Linked DNA regions of Mus musculus: region 2 is linked to region 1. A link is a contact called in public Hi-C data. All regions are on one chromosome and are shown on one strand. The core of a region is the stretch at or near the end of the contact, and the rest is flanking DNA. Distances in the headings are between cores, read along the strand shown.

Region 1 (6,106 bases), core at 329-2,828:
AAACCCCAACTCTGTCTCCTCTGCCCCTCACTAAGCATTTTCCCTAGGGCTACTATTCTTTTCATGGACTACTGCTTAGGGGCATCTCTCTACTGTCCTTCCACACAGTTTTACTGATTTCACTACAGCTCTGTTATAGTAACTAGGTTAAGCCCATTTCATAGATAAGAAAACTGATGCCAAAGGAGGCTAATTGCTTTAGCCAAATTATATGGCACCTTAATGAAGGAACCAACACACTGGCGGTGAAATCCTACCTTCTACCCTCTCCACCACACTGCCCTTTAGGACAGAATTTGACTCCCCAAAGAGTTTTAAGCTGGTATTCTGGGGCTTGTTTAAAATCCTTACAGAGATGTTAACGGCTTTAAGTCAGGTGGCGATAAAACAGATTTGAACACCTGGCTGCATTTTCTTTTCTTCAGTCTATCTGGGACCCCACCTCTGGCTTCTCTCATGGACCCCCCCCCCCAGCCCCTGCTTTGAAGTGTCTCTGTTTTGTTCATTCGAGAGGACAGGTCAGCATCTCTCAAGCAAGGGCTGGCTCTGAGCCCATCTCACTTTTGCAATGAATTTAGCAACATCTGCTTTGCCCATTAAAGTGATTTTTCTCTTCCTGGCCCTGAGCCTGTAGGCTTGCTGCAATTGATTACTGGCCATTTCCTTCCCAAACCAGAGGATTCAGTGAACTCTAAATTGAATTGTTGCTCGCTTGTCTTGTTTAGTCCAATGTATACGGTTTACGTGCAAAATGGTCAAGCCACTTAGTTCCTGAATCTATAGACTGATGATTCTGGTTAAGTGCAGGGGAGGGGCTATCAAGTGACAGTTCCCGTTTTTTTTGTACATAGTTGCCCAGGGCTGTGGTTACCCCTGGGTTTCTTAATTTATACCTAAGGAGGAGGAAGTGGGTGGAGGAATCACCTTGCTTCCAGTTAGGCTGTTGAAGCATGCAAACTATGCTTAAGTCAGGTTATGTCACCATCGATTTAAGACAGCAGTTGACTTGGAACCCTGACTAGGAGACATTTGAAAAACTTAAAACTTTAGTTCTAGAAGTATGCCATGATTAGATTTCACTACTTTGAAAATAACAGGGTTCAAGCCCCCCCCCCCACCCCACCCCACCCCACCCCACATGGTTTAATTGTTATTGAAGCAAAGCCAAAGCGGAACGGCCACTGCTCTGACTCTTCTCTGATTGGTAGGTCCCTAGTTATCCTTTGAAGGAGTGGAAATGCTCACTTCCAGAAAGCCTGCCCGTCTCGTTCACCTCTCGACTCCCAACACCAACACACTGAGCACACACAGCTCACCCCCATGGGTGAATCAGCATGGGTGAATGGGAGAAAATGCATCTTGGGAGGAGACACCTTGACATCTTTGGTCCCCTATGCTTTCCTGATGTGTCTCTCCTTCCCTGAAGACTGTAATGGCTTCATATGAAGACTTATTGGTTATTTAGAGAAGTGGAACTCAGGAGTCTGCTCCACCCCACAGGAGGGGGAAAAAAAAATCAAAGGAACTCATTACTAACTGAATTGCTGCTGTTTATCAGAGCGGTTAATTTAAAGCTAGGTGTCTAAAAATAAGACAAAGACAACATGAATGACTAAGTCAGTAACGGTGGCTGTGGCTTGAGACCGGCTGAGTCATTGCATTCTCTGTTTCTTTGAGAGGATAGTCTCCCCTTTCCACCACAGTGGCTCACGGCACACCCACTATTATCTGCAGATGCTTCTGAAATGATTATTGACAACACGGCTGCTCATGGCTCGACCAACAGAACCCTTTTGCAAACATCGTCAGCATCAAGTTTGAGGCTCTGTGCCTTTATTTCCGGGAAGGATCTCCCATATTGAATTATGACAGTGAGAGATATTAGTAAAGGCAAGAAGGGATAGTTCAGCATGAAACATAGAGCCAGACCTCTTAACCGATTTGATTGTGAACTGAACCCCCAAAGCAAAAGTGTTAAGAATTCCTGGGGGTTTGGAGATTCTGGGAAGGTCCTAGGTATTCATTTCTTTCTTTAATCCCTAAGCATTGACAGATGGCTTCTTAGGCCTACTGCTGAACCAGGCTGATTCAGAAGAGCGGGGAGGGAGACTTAACTGGGCTTCTCGCAGTTAAGGAAAAGACACCCCATACTTTCTCTGGCTGTGAGACTATAACAGAGAAAAAAGTAGGAAACCAATCCAGCTGCCTGCCCTTGGTTTTCACCAGGCACTTATTGGGGTTGGCTAGTGAGTGCTTTCTCCTTCCTCTCCCCGTGACAAGTGAGACCTGGCTGGGCTTAGTCCTGATTCCCTTTGGCTGCCAATCACCCAGCAGCTGCGATGCGGAGGTCATTCTTCCCTTTTCCAGGATTTCTGACAGAAGTGGAGCAGGACTTTTCTAGAGAACAGGATCACGCCAAGACCCAACTCTTCAGGTCAGGGCAGAGTCTGAAATTCCAGGTGGAATAAAGCTTTGGCCAACCACCACAGTCACCAAAATGACAGTTTACCTTAAGCAAATGCTGTCCTGTAGCAGGCCCTGGATAGGCGGGGCACCTCATCTGAGGTCCTCAGACAGCTTCATGAGCTGGGTTTTATAGTCTCCTTTTACTAACGAAGAAACTGAAGTTCCTAACATTGATTTTCTTCTAGGAGGAGGGTTACTGAGCATGCAAGGCATGGTGTGAGCAATGCTGGATACAATGGGAAACGAGATAAACACAGTCCTTCCTGTAGGCAGCTGGCATTCAGCTACTAATTGTGGCAGCGTCAAGACTGGAACCTTGGTTGGCTCGACTCTAAAGATTACTTAAATTCTATGTACAATTTCTTATAATCTAAGATACCTCCCGGGGGCATGCTGGAAAGTCAGCCTGCCCAGAGCAAACACTGAGTAGATAAGATATGAACTAGGTTGACCTTGTAATGTTAGACTGTTGTGAATGGTAAACTCACACGGCCGGGCACCCGGTCTATCTTTTGCCACACTCTCAACTATCTCTGAATAAGTCTGTGCCGGACAATAGAGAACTAGCAGTCACATTCTGGCTTTCCCTTTACCTGAGAATGGCTTCCCCAGCCTGGCTGCTAAAGCACAGTGTGGTAGGACAGAGGAAGTCTCTGTGCCTTTACATGTAATGGCTTTAATTCTTCTTCTTCTTTTTTTTCTTCTTCTCAATTTTCACACGCCCCTGCACTTCCTGCTCTTTCCTTTGCCTGGAAGCGGAAGTACTGAAGAGACAAACTGTTCTTATGGTTTTTAGACTCTGGCTGAAACCAGAAAGGCTCGGGTTTCAGAAAAGCAACCCTTTCTGGGTTCTTTGTCTAGGAGACAGGGCTGGATGCCGAGAACTTTGAGTTTCTACTCCTTTGGCTTGTCTGGACTCAGCAAGGCCAATTAAAAAATTGATCTTACCTGCAGCTTCATTGTTTAACACCAGACACCTCACTGACTTTCATTTCCCGTTTGTAACTGAATGGATGGGTCATTAACGGAGAGGCAGTAATGAGATTCAGTTCTTGATTATAGCTTGATCATACACTGATTTGCTCACTCGACAAATATTTATCAAACAACCTAATATATCCTTCATAAAGAACCCTTATGAACATTCCTAAAGAGACAGCACCTTGTAGGGGAAAAAAAATTAAGTATGCTTCATGATAGAAGAGGAAATTGCTCTGGTGTTTTGGGTGGGGGAGACAACCACTATTTCAATAGGATTGTTAGGAAGATCTGAAGGTGCTGAGGGAGGAAGCAAGCTATTGGATGCAAGGGAAGAGGGTTTTAGGTGGGGAAAAAAAAAACCAAATGCAAGTGTCCCGAGCCTTGAACCCCTAGCGTGCATAGAACAGCAGGGCAGCTAGTAGACTTGGAACACAGTCAGCAAGGGTCAGAGAGGAAGGAGACAGGCAGAGGGGAAATGGGGTCAGCTGTGCCCTGAAGACTTGAGAACAGAGGAAGTCTTTCAGGCTGTTTTGGGAGCGAGCTGGGGAGCCTCTGGAAGGTTTTGAGCTGAGAAGGAATATGCCCTGGTAGTTACTAACTGCATTGGCTATTTTTGCAGAAACAGAAGGGACCTCCAACTGACCTGCCTACACACGAGGAGCAAGGGACAATGGATGGATGCGAGATATGTTGGTGTCTCCTTCCCCTCCATGGCAAGGTATTGCTCTCATCTCAGTTGAGGCAGAGGGGCCTCTTCCAGTGTTAGTGACTGTCAGCCCAACCCGCAGCCTGAGGAGGACGTAGCAGGCATAGTTGTGGAAAGCTTGTACAGCGATCCTTCCCCAGGTTCAAGGAAAACATCTGTCCTTGGCCTTTCCCAGGGTCAGAAGCTGCTTGCCTCTCTCATCTTTAAAGCCAGCAGTATTTCTCTCACCCTTCCTCCTTTCGTCAGTTTCTCTCTGACACCGCCGGAAAGGAGTCTCTACTCTTAAGGGATTCTTGTGGTCAAGTTGGGCCCACCCAGATGATCTGGAATAAACTTGTCATCTCAAACCTCCTCGGCTGCATCAGGGAACATATTCACAGATTCTGGAAACTGCGTGCACGTTTTGAGGGATTATTATGCCTCACAGAGTTCTTAAGCACTTAATTATTATTACATTTGAGTATCATGACAACCTAAGGAGCAAAACAGTATTCTAATGTTTGTCTGAAGGTGGAATAGTTCGTGTAGAGCAAGGAAGTTGGGAAAACCTAGGGCACTTAAAGTCAACCAGCTTATTAAAAAGAATCAATTCAATGAATTAACTGTGTTGAGTTTTCAGAAAGTCTGGGTGTGGGAAGAGGTTAGGGAATGGACAGGCGTAGAACACAGCACTTCATCTGGGTGCGTCAAGGTCTTTCAATAGTTTTTTGAGGATTTTCAAACCATCAATATACCTTGACTCATGCTAGCCTTGACCATGAGCCTTCCGTAGGGTGAGTTTATCAGTTGCTCATCTTCAGACCTTTGAGTCCCAGCAAAGAGGCTTCCCTGTCATGGAGCTTAAGGAAATACTTCTATCAGGAGCTGAATTTCTCCATACTTCACGCCTTACTTCAAGAGCTTTAAAACATCTTTGGAGTTTTTGTGGTATTTGTTGCAGCAATTATGGGTTTGGTTCCCGTGCTTTGCCCAGATAGGGGGAATATCCAGATATAGAGGACATTCCTTACATGACATCCACAACTGGGAACAAAATATATTTACTCTCATAACCTTGAAATGACTTAATAAGGCAGGATCTATAGCTCATACTCTAGCAAAGCAAGCCCAGAGGAAAGATGAGCTCATTTCATGTTATGTGGACGATTCTGGTGGCCTCTTGGTTGAAATGGAATTCAGTGAGAATTCCTACTTTACTTTAAGATCTTGGGGATGTTCTTATCTATTACTACCAATCCACTGGGCTAAAGCAACAGAAGTTTGTTCAAGAGGCCAGACGTGAAGGCACTCTGTAGTCTCTTAGGTGATGTTCTATGTCTTCTCTCAACGTACTGCATAAGCCAAATAAGCCTTTTTGTCCCCTAAGTTGCTTAGGCAGTATTTTATTATAATAGCAGAAATGAAACCAGAACCCTAGTCTAGAGAGATTTGAAGATGTTGGCCTTGAAAATGGCTTCTAGTTTATTAAGCCCATAATGGCCCAAGTGTTCCTTTCTGTGGGTTCCTCTGAGCAGCATGGGGGTCCTCCCTGGGCTCACAGTCCTGTCCACACTCCTGGGAGGCTCGCTCTGTCCCAGCGCTGTAGCAAAGATCTCCCCCCACTCCCCGCTCTGAATAATGCCACAATTATAAATTCCAGGGGTGGGCCACATATGCGTTAGGGATTATTTCTCAGGCTTCTGCAATGCTTAGTGTTCTCTGCGACAACAGGAGGGCACAGCCTTCTCTTTTGATGCTGTCTTGCTGCTTATGGGAGTAACTTAAACCCCTTATTATCGAGTTTCTTATTTAAAAAAAAAACTCTTAATTGTACATAGAAGCAATTTATAACTAGCTGCTGGTGTTTGATATGTTTCATTTTGCTTTTTCTTTCTTCTCTAAATTTGCATGTGTGAATGCCACAAGAATAATTCACCTGGCCCACTCTTGGCATTCCTGATTTCCTCTTTGGAC
Region 2 (6,043 bases), core at 164-2,663, 160 kb after region 1:
GATGTCAGTTCTACAAGAAGCCTTTGACCTTCAACCGGAAGAACCTGTCTAAGCTCTTACAATATGATTGCTCTGTGCCTTCTGTTTTGCCCAGAGAACGAATTTAGTCTTTGTTTTCATGCATACTTGTCTGATGAGTTAAATGGACAACTGAGCACTTCCCATCTTATCTGTGAAACAAATTCTAAAATTCTAAAAGCCTTTAGAATTTGTCCTATTCATGGCTAACTGGGATCTTGTCTTAGTTCTGAAAATTCTCCAGTTGTTTTTGTTTGTTTGTTTGTTTGTTTTTCAGATCTACATTGTAAAACTATTTAACCAATCTAAGAACTCATTCTATTCATTTGCTTATAAATATATTTATTCATTTACTCAATATATTTATTCAAAGCCTTCTGTCTTACAAGCTAGAGTCTTGATTTCTTTTTCTTTCTTTCCCTTTTTCCCCCTGGCTTTCTCATACATATCATTGTGGACGTCATGCTTTTCACTATGATAATTAAGATATCAGAAGGTTTTTGTTGTTGTTTTTTTTTTCCTGATATAAACACATGGTACTCAAACGAGCCATCTTAAGGCACGAGAAGTAACAGAGTTACAGAACAGTTCTTTTGGCTCTCTAGGTGGAATGCCAGCCTTTGATAGTTGGCACATGCCTTGCACAAAAGACCCGAATTTGGGTATTTGAGTGTCAGCTGGATCAAGTTAATCCTGTTCTGTTTTTTTAAACAGTTCCTGCTGTTTACGCAGTAGAAGCAGAACTAAACAGCACCAGATCCTGCAAAGGCACGACTCAGAAGAACAAGGGACACAACGGAGGGCTCTTAATGTAAAGAAACATTTTGACTTTGCCGGTCCGTCATCTCCCTAGCTCTCAGCCCGCCCTCACCCTGGACCCCGCCCTGCTGGAATGGGTGGTGGACTAGCCTTGGCTGGCAGGGATGCTTTTGAGTTCCAGGATTCTTCTAAACTGTGCTTGCTGTAAATGATTTTTATGCTAACATTGCATTGAAGTCCTTTTTTGGCAAATGCATCGCCATATAAGATTAAAAATAATTTGGAGGGCAGAATTTCTACCAGGAATTGATCAAACAATGTACTGTCGTGAACTGGTTCCAAATTCCTAATGCATCTGCTTTATACAGTCCCTGCTTTATAGAGCTACAATCCCCTGTTTGTCCGAGTTCAGTCTGCTTGTATGCTGGAAGAATCACACCCCTTTATTTCTGGCCTGGAGGGCTTCTTTCCAAGTTTTGGGAAAAAAAATCTCTCAAATAAGAAGTCACAGAAGCTTTAAATAATACGGTTGTTGCAAGCATCCTTGTTGAACATTTAGCGAACTATCCCGTTGCCTTTCCTGATCAAGGCAGATGTAAAACAGCCGCCTCCACACTTCTGCCAGAGCGGCCATCTTGAGTTCAGACGCCTTTTCCGAGAGTTTCTCTTGAAAGTCCCCAATTGAATACATCTGGTTCCCAGCAGAAACCGGATGTCTTGTTTGTTTGTTTAATTATTTTTATCTGAGGTTGCATCACTATCCAGTGGGTCTTTTTTGTAGAGAGTTTTAGGCTCATCTGGATGCTGTGCTTGGCCGTACTCTATGATCCTAGACTTTTTTTTTTTTTTTTTTTTCCTTTTCTTCTGGGATTGACTGTGCCTACTTTAGGGTTTAGTATTTATTTTATTTTTGATACTGGATTTTTATATTCGTAGGTCACTTTAATGTGCAAGAAGCAAAATCTTAAGCAGAACTTTCTTCAAGAAAAGCGAGATTCATTGGCTTTCATAAATTGAGTAGAGGGAGAGCTGCCGCATTCAGAGTTCAAAGGGATTGCAGGACTCTGTGTTTGTTTCTTGGCCCCATTTCCTGATGGTGGTAGTTTGGCCTCGTACATCACAGGCAATAGTGTACTACATTCTCTCAGTTTCAGGTCTTGCCAGAACTGAGTTTGCTTCCCAAGGTATTCAGTAAGAACATGAACATAACCGTCACTGGGCGGAATTTCTTCACATTACCTGTTTCTGAGAGTGATCGTTGTAGCTTGGCATCTGGAAGTGAGTGTAAACAACCATGCATACAACTGGGAAGATGCACCCATCTCGGTCCTTTGCTACATAATCAGTTGGGCAATCATAATTCCCCTTTCTCTTTCATTCACCCTATATAAGGCCCAGGTTTGGGTTGAAGGGAGATCTGACTTGTAACGTCATTTATAATACAGGTGTCCGGGTCTAAACGAACAAACATCGCAGAGATAGGGGTGATATTTTCATACTCATTGGCATTGGTTTTTTTTTTTTTCTGTTTAGCTGTATGGAATTTGTTCTGCTCACTTTAAAAAAATATTTTATGTGCTTTTGTGTTTTGCCTGCATGTATGTCTTGAACCACATACACGCCTAGTACCTGTGAGGCATTGGATCCCCTGGGACTGGAGTTCCAGATGACTGTGGGTGCTCAGAAGTGAACCGCTGGTGCTCTTACCATCTGAGCCTTCTCTCTAGCCCCTCTGTTCGGTTTTATCTTTCACTGTTACCTTTGTTTTTCTTTTTCCTTTACCCACTATGTAACCCATCAAATGCTTTCTCAGGAACTCAATGAGTCTATGACGAAGTATGTCTATCTCCAGGAAACTCTGCTTCTGGTCATCCATTGACTGGAATCAGCAGAGAAGGCGAAGGTACTAGAGCTACTTTGCTGACATAGATGGGGATTCCCAGGAAGGCTGCAGGGTACATAACAGTGTAATCCAGACGCTACAGTACTTACGATGAGAGTTAGCATGCTTTTCTTTTTTTTTTTTTTTATTTATTTATTATATGTAAGTACACTGTAGCTGTCTTCAGACACTCCAGAAGAGGGAGTCAGATCTCGTTACGGATGGTTGTGAGCCACCATGTGGTTGCTGGGATTTGAACTCCTGACCTTCGGAAGAGCAGTCGGGTGCTCTTACCCGCTGAGCCATCTCACCAGCCCTAGCATGCTTTTCAAACAGCACTGGGGGTTGTTATTGAGTAAGACGTACAGAACCCTTTCAAGGCCAGCACTGGGTTATACTCTGCTGGCCGTCATTTTCAAGATGTGACATTGATGGGTATCATACCCTGGTACTAGAGCCTGGAAAATGAGGAGAAAGCAACAAACAGCCTGAAACAATACAGGACAGGCAAGAACAGACAGAAGCTATACAGGTGACGCCGGTGGAATTCAGGCCCTCTAGAAGGACGTAGGTTGACACATTCTACAGATATCACTTTTTCCAATAGTTGGGTAAAAACATTAAAATATTTTGTTTGTTTCATGACTTTAAACTAAAAAACTAGATAGAAATCTCCCTCCATCTCAAAACAAAATCTTAGGTTCCCAGTGATCAGAAACAATCTTCTCCAAGGCCGTTGTCAGATATATAGAAAAACCAAGAAACGTTTGGTTCAGAGCAGGGGCCCTTGAGTGCTTGTTCCTGGTTAGCAGGATAAACTACGGGCTATTTAGCAAAGTCAGTCCCAGCTCCAAAGAGAATCTTGAGTTGTGAAGACTTTCTCAGAGTCGAACACTCACAGAGCAAGCAAGAATATTTTGCAGCTCGTCTAAACTCAGAGAAGTAATTTAGTCTAACACGAGAAAAACTCTTGCTGTCTTCAAATAAAAGGAAGAAAAGAAAGAGGAGAGAGAGAGAGAGAGACTAAGCAGGAGAGATATAAAGAGATATAAAGGCTCTCCACTTTCTGGTTTCCAGCTGTGTGATTAGTGACTCAGAGCTGTGCTCTGGTGCTGAGTGACGGGATCTGGAAATGTGCCCTGCCCAGCCATGGCAACTCAGTTTCAGCACACACTAAAGGCAGGCAGTCAATGTTAACCCAAGCAACCAACCCCCACGTCTGTCAAAATTTAAGCTAAGTATGGCATATGGGATTAGAGAGGGATCACAGAACCTCAGACGTTTCCAAGAAAAATGAATAATATAAGGTTAGGCCCTAGATCGTCTGTATCTTATTAATCCCCCCTTTCCACAACGGTGGGCGGGTGGCTTGGGCTGGGGCCCCCGCAGATGGGAAGCACACTTTGCTGGGGTTTAGTTCTATTCTCCAGGCTCCTCTTAGGCACCAGAAATATTCCTTTTCTGGCATGAGCAGGGATTTAGAGCTTCGGTGTCCAATTTGCTCTTTTGATGGCTTGAACAGCTGGTTGAGCCCTTGACGAGTTGCAAGGAGCAATAGAAACCTGCTCTTGCATGGATTCTGTGGGGCTTAGCTCCCCGGTGCTAGGTCTTTAGTTTTGCTTCTCCGGCAGAGCACACCCAGCTGACTTCTGCCTCTGTTCTCCTGTTTTCAACCGACCTGAGCATGGTGGCCAGATGCAGCTTCTCTAGTCCCCATTGAAATTGATGATCTCGGTCTCCGGGATAAGAAACAGCTCTGTGGCCAGTAGGGCCTCTGAACACTTTCATCTTGATAGACCATGACATACCCCATCTCTACCATACAAACACTGACCTCACGTGCCTACCCCCAGATCTTAGCCATCTCAATGTCCCCAGCCTGGAGTGTTTCCTTTGCGCTTTTCCTCATCCACCCGTCCTAGCCAGGCACTTCCGGCTGGGAGGCGTCTCTACCAGATCACTTATCTCAGCAGGTAGATGTGTCCTGTCTGTTTCTTGTTCTAGCACACGTTTTAAAATATGTTCACACTGATGAAGCACCCCCCCCCAGTACATCTCAGAGGGATGCACACATAACACGTATTTAATAGTCATTCCTCAGCTAAATCGAGCACATTGCTAAGTGGTATTGAGTGGCACTGAAAATATTTTTTTTTTGAAATCTGAATAAAGAACAGGTTAGAAAATACCAACCTACTCCCATGCTCCTTATTCTAAATCTGAATTTGATTTATTAGTAGGTCAATGTGCCCTGGATACTACTTACTCTAATCTGTGCCTGTAAAAGATCCTAGAACCAGTTTATAGCAACAGAGTTTTCTAAGTGCCCATCCTCTGCTTAGAAGCCGACAGTGACTTCCTCCTGGCACGCATGTAAGTTATACATGGCCCCTTTTATTTCTGTGGTCTTACAATTCTTCTCTCACCAGCTCCCACCAGAGATGAATCTGCCTGCTTCCTTCCTCCCAGCTCCTCATCCTGCCTCATTCACTAGCAGCAACCTTTGCTCACAAAACTGCTCTCCCTGTCTTCTAGGCGCAGTGCCCCCAACCTTTGGAAGGCTTATGTTATTAGATCACGTAGAAGTGCCTTTTATAAAACTTCTCCTTTTGTGGTTCCCCCAAAGGGGGAAAACCGGCAATCTGGCTTACCATTCAGTGTCTGTTACTTGTTGAGATTTAAATAAATAAACAAAAGCGAGCATATTCAAAGCATCAGCGGCACATAGATTACTTCCAGCTTGTGTTACTTCCTCCTGAACTCTCATCCTATGATGGTTGGTGGTTCCATGCTCTCGCTCTGAGGCCTGAGCCCACCCTTCAAGAAAATCTCCTTGGGGATGAGAAAGCCAGGAAATAATGTGCGGCCACAGAGCTGAATTAGCACCCTGATATCTTAGCACAGACTCCCGCCAGCCACCTGCCTCCTGGTGAGTAAGCTGGGATCCACCTGAGGGTTCTAAGAGATCAAAGGCAGACAGAGAAAGGCCACTTTTATAGGAGTCACATAGCATACGCTCTCTGGTTGGAAGACCTTGATCCACCGTTGAGAGGTTGAAATCCCAGGGAGAGGACAGAGCTAATGGCAGCCATGCCCACGTACAGCACAAATTGGGAACGTTCTCAGACTTCATACGCTCTCAGATCCTCCTTGTTTTAAAAGGAGTTGAGTGCTATGGGATTCCTGGGTGGGCAGGGTGAAGATGTAGGGCGTGATTTGACCGAAGGGCTGCAGAGGAAGAAGGCAGTGTCTTCGTGCTTCCCTCATGCATGGATAGCACATGTGAGAAAGCTCTTTATGTGGGTGCCTCAGCTTTGTGAAATACAGATGTCAAAAGAGTCACTAGCATTAGAAGAGACAGTGGGGAGAGCCCACTTTTCTTTA

What was found. A called contact is a pair of places that touch in the nucleus more often than the background predicts.
Region 2: a contact with region 1 is called in a Hi-C map of uterus, with 4 times the contacts expected there. A contact is called at or near these places in 6 of 484 Hi-C or Micro-C datasets (B cells, liver and uterus), 4 of 130 datasets of targeted methods (CD8 T cells, the SCID.adh cell line, embryonic stem cells and 1 more) and 1 of 9 other capture datasets (embryonic stem cells).

Annotation. Positions count from the first base shown.
Region 1 is chr19:32,903,088-32,909,193 of GRCm38.p6, forward strand. No RefSeq gene overlaps it. Among named protein-coding and RNA genes, the nearest start is that of Gm36774, 24 kb to the right of the region's middle.
Region 2 is chr19:33,064,653-33,070,695 of GRCm38.p6, forward strand. The region is part of intron 2 of Gm41835 (a long non-coding RNA gene); the gene reads right to left. Among named protein-coding and RNA genes, the nearest start is that of Gm41835, 7.3 kb to the right of the region's middle.